2 separate regions of the Mus musculus genome follow, and region 1 is linked to region 2. A link is a contact called in public promoter capture Hi-C data. All regions are on one chromosome and are shown on one strand. The core of a region is the stretch at or near the end of the contact, and the rest is flanking DNA. Distances in the headings are between cores, read along the strand shown.

Region 1 (3,440 bases), core at 149-2,648, 2.0 Mb before region 2:
ATCCCTCGGGTGCTTTCCTCAGGCCTATCTCAGGAGGGATTCAGCGGGAGACCTAGACACTGCTGCAGCAACCCCACTTAGTTTGAGAAGCTCTCATCTAGAGCGGCCTGAGATCTCAAAGCTTGCAATCCCAGGAAACAGCTAGTGAGAAAGGGAAGGAAGTCCAGCTTTAGCAGGAGGTCGTGCCAGCTCTGTCTCTACTGCAGCTCCGAAACCCAAGCTACTTCTGGAATAAGCAAGGGAACAGGAAAGCATTATCTGCTGCAAAATGTCAACTTGGGGTCCCAGGGGGTACACACTATGTCTGCTCTATCTGTGGGTCAGCGAGTCCCAGCCCAAGGCCTGGCCACCAGCAGGTGTCAGCAAAGGTAGGAAACAAATGAAGTAACCACGGGAGGTGGGACCCACAGTCCTTCCCAAGAGAGGGGTTCACTAGCTGCCTCCCTCCATGAACACAGTGAACCAGACGCAGCCCCTGGTTCCATGACCACCAAAAACAGGAGGGGAACAAAAGACCTACTCCACCCATCTCCCCACTCATCCTTTTAAACTCAAGCTTGCCAGAGGCCATGTCCACAGGTCACGTCTTCCCTTGGCAGTTGACAGGCATTACTTCTACAGAAGTTCATGCAAACATCTCAGAAGGGTTATGGTGACACCCACCCCACAGTCGAGGCCGGCCACCACCACCCTCCAACCACAGATGTCCTACCTCGGTACTTCCGTACCTGTAGTAGGACAGCAGGCCATTGCCGAGCACGAACCAACGGCGCTGGTAGCCCTTCAGGTAGTTAGTCCACTTGAGGAGCCAACCCTTGTAGCTGTCCAGAGGTGGTGAGACCATTTGGACACCAATCCCTGACACCGGAGTCCCGACAGAAATCTTCGCCTGTCCTTGTCGCAGAAAAGACTGGGTCTTTGGCACCAGCTTGGACTCGGGTTTGGTGACGGGCAAACTCCCTACTGTTGACTGCAGCGGGGACGGCATTGCCAGCTCTGGCGAAGCTTTGATGATGGACACAGACCTTGTGCCGTTCTCTGACCCCGGCCACAAGCCCTGTAGTTCCGATTCCTGCCCAACCCCTGAAGGCCTTGGCACAGACGTCGTCTGGGACCCAGGTTCGGATCTCGACGCCGGCTCAGAAATTGGCTGGCACACCTGTTTCGACAGCAACTCCCGCTCTGGTGCCTGCACAGGCTGGAGCTGAGGCTTTGACGCTGGTCCTGAGCCGAACGCGGATGAGTTCATGCCCGGCGCCGCCGTGTGGCAGGACAAGCAGGGCACAACCGTGAACAGCGACGAGAGCCCGCGGGAGCGGCCAGCGCAGCCGCCGCCTCGGCTCAGAGCGGCCGCTTTCCCCATAGAGCTGTGGACCCGAGCTCGGCGGAGCGCGGAGTGGGGGCGGGGCGGGGCGGGAGTGGGTGGGGCCTGTTCGGAGGGAGTGGCGGGGCGGAGCCGGGCGGGGTTGGTGGAGGAGTGGACGGGATGGGTGGAGCCCTCACGTGAGCGACAGAGATCGGGTGCGCGTGGGTCCCTCCGCCGCTCTGGCTAAGGTGGAAGGAACCCCGTGGGCCAAGAGTTAGGCAGACGACGTGGAAGGCACTTCACGCTTCAGGCTGCTGTCCCTCCTGTGCCAGGCGCTGGGAGAACAATGGTGAATGAAAGCCACGCGGTGCGCTCGCCACGCAACTCTGAGCAATGGGTGGGTCGTGGACAGCAAATCTCAAACCCTGGGAGTCCGACCTGAGGAAATCCAGCCTAGGCCCTCTCCCTAGTTGTGGGAACTGTAGCCACTCCACAAACTTCTGTTGGCTCATCTATACAATGAAGATAATACCTCCTTCAAAGGCTGTAATAAGATGGTGCATATGAGGCACATTTGGCAGAGTAGATGCTCCGAGAGCATCATTGAGTTATTAACTAGAGAGTTCTGTGGTACATTTTGTCAGCGACCAGAGCAGGAGATGAGAGCAAGGTTGACAAGCTTGGGAAGCAGCCACTGTGCATGCACGTGTCAGATGTGTGTGCAGCCCTCAGGGAAGGAAGCTAACTAATAAATTCTTAACGAGATGTTTCGACTCCTGAAACAAATTGCCAAGCTACCTAAGATGACAGGCCTGTCATTAGTTCTACCAAATTTGGGCAAGAGTCACAGAAGAGACAAGGTCTACAGAGTTAGAGAAACAAGAAAGACCTTCAAGGAGAAACCGCTGTGTACAAAGACCCAAACCAGGGAGAACAGCTTGTCTGGCAAATAGCTAATAGCTCAGTGTTTTGTCAAGAGGAGGGCAGGACACAGAACAGCTGCCCCACACCCCACCACAAGGAATGCCCTTTATCCTAGAGAAACCAAAGCTTCTAGAAACAAGGGAAATTTATTTTCATTTTTAAAGTGGGGGGGGGGGGGAAGGAGGTGAGATGGCTCAGTGGGTAAGAGCACTGACTGCTCTTCCAAAGGTCCTGAGTTCAATTCCCAGCAACCATATGGTGGCTCACAACCATCTGTAGTGAGATCTGATGCCCTCCTCTGGTGTGTCTGAAGACAGCTAGAGTGTACTTACATATAACAATAAATAAATCTTTGTGCCTGAGTGAACAGAGGTCCTGAATTCAATTCCCAGAACAGAAACCACATGAAGGCTCACAATCATCTGTATAGCTACAGTATACTCATAAACATAAGATAAAATAAATAAATCTTTTAAAATAAAGTGTGTTGAAACAGAGTCTTTATATGTAGTCCAGGCTGGTCTCCATCTGGAAATGTTTGTTTCTTAGAACCAGAGTTCTGGGATTACAGACGTGAGCCATTATACCTGGCCCAGAGCTTTCACTCTTAATATTCTGGACAAAAAAAAAGAAAAACTTTAAAATCTCTGATCTTTCCCAAAGAAATGTCAACTCCAAGTCTGGAGCAGGAAATGCACAAGATAGACAGAGCCACCCGGAGCAGGAGCGATGGCCAGTCTTGCTAAGGACCTGGGATTCAGGTCCCAGAACTCACACTGCAGCTCACACCATCTACAACTCCAGTCCCAGGGAGCCAATGCCCTTTTATGGCCTCTACAGGCACAAATGTGGTGTATGGGCATCTATGGGAAGGCAAAACAGCCATGCACATTTAAAAAATAAATAAATAAAAGGAGGAAAGAATAGATGAACTTATCTGGAAGATCTTGTCATAGTCAGAAGCAAAGAGTCATTCAGGACTACTGTGTTAACATGTTTTATCCAAAGAACTCAGGAGTCAATTTAAACATGACCTTATATGTTGTGTCCGGCTAGCAGATCACAGGTCTGGGTTCTAGCCTGGAAAGGCACTTTGGAAACCTGGAAGAGAAGAGGGGCTAGGCTGCGCGAGATAAGGACGGAACCAAGACAAGGCTCGGCTCAAGGTTCAATTTTAATGTCAGCAAACACGCTTTATAAAGAAAAAGGG
Region 2 (3,274 bases), core at 529-3,028:
AGACCATTTCCTCCATGGATGGAACAGTAGCCATCACTGCCAGAACCTAGCCCTTACCTCTGACCAGACTCTGGGCCAAACCCAACTTTAACCACACAGGTTAATTTAATCCTCACTTTTAAGAAGAAGCAGGGAGCTGAAGGGGCCATTCCATGGTAGCTGGAAAGTATTCCAGGTTAGATAAGGTCCTAGTTCTAGCTGCTGGGCTGCTGGGAGCAGCGTACCCCAAACTTACCCCAGTGTTGCTGCGCCCGGCTCACCAGGAACGGTCTCATCTGGATGAGGCGGGTGGCATAAATATGGGCGTACTGCCGGTTAAAGCTGCGCTCTCCCAGTCGGAAGGGCTGTGAGGAGTTGGTGTAAGTTGCCACAGGTACCCGGGCAAAGGTGGCATTGCTGGCAGAGGGCGGGGCGAGCAGAGTGTGGGCCCTCTGTGCTGCCTGCTCGGAGAACATGGCGGCACTCCTGGCTTGTTTGGTCCAAGCAGCTGTGTCCAGGCCGAGGAGTTATCACTGCAGAGACACACAAAGGCATTCCTGCAATCCCTTCTTGTACCCAAAGCTCCCCTAGTGTCCCAACCACGCTGTCCACAATGTGCACACATGTGTCCGGAGGTGTCATCCTATAACCTAGTCAGATACAACCTGGAGCTCGTTCCAAACCTTGTTCATCACCTCCTCCTCTCCACATTTCTACCCAATCACCAGGGTCTCAAATTCTGCATACCCTCAAATGGAATTATTGATCTGCTTCTGCCCAGCTCCCTGGGACCTCTGCTACCTCTAGGGATGCTATCAGGCATCACTGAAGAAGCCTGTCATAATATAATTAGTGATAAAAAATAAAGCATAAAGCTGCCCCTGTTTTGCTCAAAACCCCCCAAAGGTTGCTTTTCAGTAAATAAAACCCCAAGTTCTTACCACGACCTGTAAGATCAGCTCTGGGCCTCTAAGAACAGCTCCCCCCTCCTATCTGTTTCTCCTTCCAAGTGTCCCTTCCACAGCAGGGGCTCCAAGTAGAGGCCTCTCTACTCCTGCTGGGTCCTCTCCTTTTCCCCAAGGCTTACTGGCTCTTCCCTTTCAAGTCTTTCCTTAAAACTCACCTTCCCATATCTAATTGACTGCATTGCTACTTCAACTGTCTGCATCATTATCATCTCTCAAGCATTTACTTTGCCTCCTCCAACTGTTGCCTAAGCTCCGGCAGCGCAGAGGTTTGTTTTCTTGTATTGCACCCCTTCCCACTAAGATGTGCTTGGGGATGGATGCACAGCGGACTTTAGTATAAAGTATCTCAACATATTCTTCATGCGTAGTTGAGACGACAACAGGCTGGATGTAGTAACGGAAGTTTTGAACACAGCTTTCTTTTTCATTTTACTTTTTTTTTTTTTTTTTTGGTACAGCTATTACAAAGTTCAAATTCCCCTAGCTGGTTCGGCTTTCTTTAATGCGCAGCTCTGGCTTAGGGAGCGGACCCTATGAATTTGCCAAATGGGCACATGTAAACTGGATGTAAGCCAAAAACGCACGGTGGTGGCAGCGGCCCACACGGTGCTCCAGGCCGGACCCGACGGGAGACCTGCCCCGAAGCAGACACGCCCAGCTCGGGCCCATGTTACAGTTCGAAGCACCCTCAAGACCCCGGCCCGCTGTCCAGGTACCGCCAAGTCTGACCCAGGACCCACGTTAACCCCGCTCAGCAGCACACTCACCGCGCCACGCCGCATCCCGCCAATCTCTGCGCGCCCGTCCCGCCCATCGGCGCATCCAGCCAATCGCCTCCCGCCCCATCCCGCCCATCGCTGCACGCTTCATCCAGCCAATCCCCGTGCGCCCCGCCTCTGGACCGAGGAAACGCGGAGTCACGCCTCCGGTTCCCGGGACAACCCATCACTTAGCACTGGGTTTCCTGTGCGCATGCGGTGTTTGCGGCTGGGCCTCATCGGGTGAACTCCTTGGGTAGCGTGGGCCGTAGTGAGGCTGGGCGCCTGGCTCATGCTGCTCTCCCCGAGCGCTGGGGGTCTGGTGGCTCCTGTGTGGCTGAAGCTTCCCTCCCACTCTATCCTGCGCTGTGATTCTCACCCTGACTTCTCAGATTCCCTTGGAAGCATGAACAATTTCTCCCATCTCACAGGCAGGGAAACAGGCAAAATGACCCAGCTAGTGAGAAAAGCTAGAATTCACACTAAGACACCCTGACTGCAAGTGCATCAGACTTCAGTGGTAACATTGCTCCTTTTTAAAATTGCCTAATTACTCAGTCTGAAACTTATTACTTAAGGTAGGTTTCTTCTGGCTTACTAAGTTTTTTTGTTTTATTTTGAATTTATTTTGTTTTGTTTTGTGTGTGGGTGTGTTTTGCCTGCACGCATGTGAGGTCAGTCTCCTCGGAGGCGAGAAGAGAGCGTCCGTGTCACCTGGAACTGGAATTACAAATGGTTGTGAGCCATTCTGAAAGAGCTCTCAACCGAGCTTTCTCCAGCCCCTTGTTTCTGTTTTTGTTTGTTTTTGCTTTTTGAGACAAGGTTTCCCTCGTTCCTGTTTTAATAATGAATTAAATCATTTTTTTCCCCCCGAGACAGGGTTTCTCTGTATAGCCCTGGCTGTCCTGGAACTCACTTTGTAGACCAGACTGGCCTCGGACTCAGAAATCCACCTGCCTCTGCCTCTGCCTCCCAAGTGCTGGGATTAAAGGCGTGCACCCCCACCCCCGGCTAAATCATTTGTTTTTAATGTTTCAGTTTGTTGAGTATTTTTTCCTTTGTAAGCTGGGCTGAGTGCGGATTTTTGCCTACTGTCTCAAGTAGCCTGTTGCATATTTGATTATGTTGCAACGTTCTTGTGTTCCAGGAACAAACCCCATTTGATGGATTTGAAACCACTTTGTAGAATTAAAATCCAAAGTTACAATGACACAGAGCTCGTTGTTGTGCAGCCCCTTGACTGGAGCTCTCCATTTACTCTTTGGTTGCTGTTCCCTTTGGTCTGCAGGACTCTCCTTAGGATTCCTTACAGTAAATGTCTAAGGAAATGGACTCATCAAATTTTATCCCAGAATATCTTTATTTCTACTTTTTCCTTGAGACGGGTCTAATATATTCCATGGTGTAGCAACAGGGCCTTAAACTCCTGATCTTTCTGTCTACACCTCTGGAGTGCTGGGGTTACAGGCACGTGCCACTACCCTGAGTTTTATGCAGTGCTGGAGAGTGAGCCCCGGGGCTTCATGCAGGCTAAGCAAACACTCTGCCTTCTGAACTACATCCCTGCCT

Evidence for each region. Promoter capture Hi-C pulls out the DNA fragments that hold promoters and counts their contacts.
Region 1: a contact with region 2 is called in a promoter capture Hi-C map of liver, with 2.9 times the contacts expected there. The contact joins the promoter of Osbp2 here to the promoter of Pold2 in region 2. A contact is called at or near these places in 2 of 39 promoter capture datasets (both in liver).

The regions. Positions count from the first base shown.
Region 1 is chr11:3,862,505-3,865,944 of GRCm38.p6, forward strand. It overlaps Osbp2 (oxysterol binding protein 2), which reads right to left and starts at 1,399. Exons shown (of 14, transcript NM_152818.3): 1 at 729-1,399. The coding sequence starts at 1,363.
Region 2 is chr11:5,876,478-5,879,751 of GRCm38.p6, forward strand. It overlaps Pold2 (polymerase (DNA directed), delta 2, regulatory subunit), which reads right to left and starts at 1,779. Exons shown (of 11, transcript NM_008894.2): 1 at 1,715-1,779; 2 at 236-512. The coding sequence starts at 455.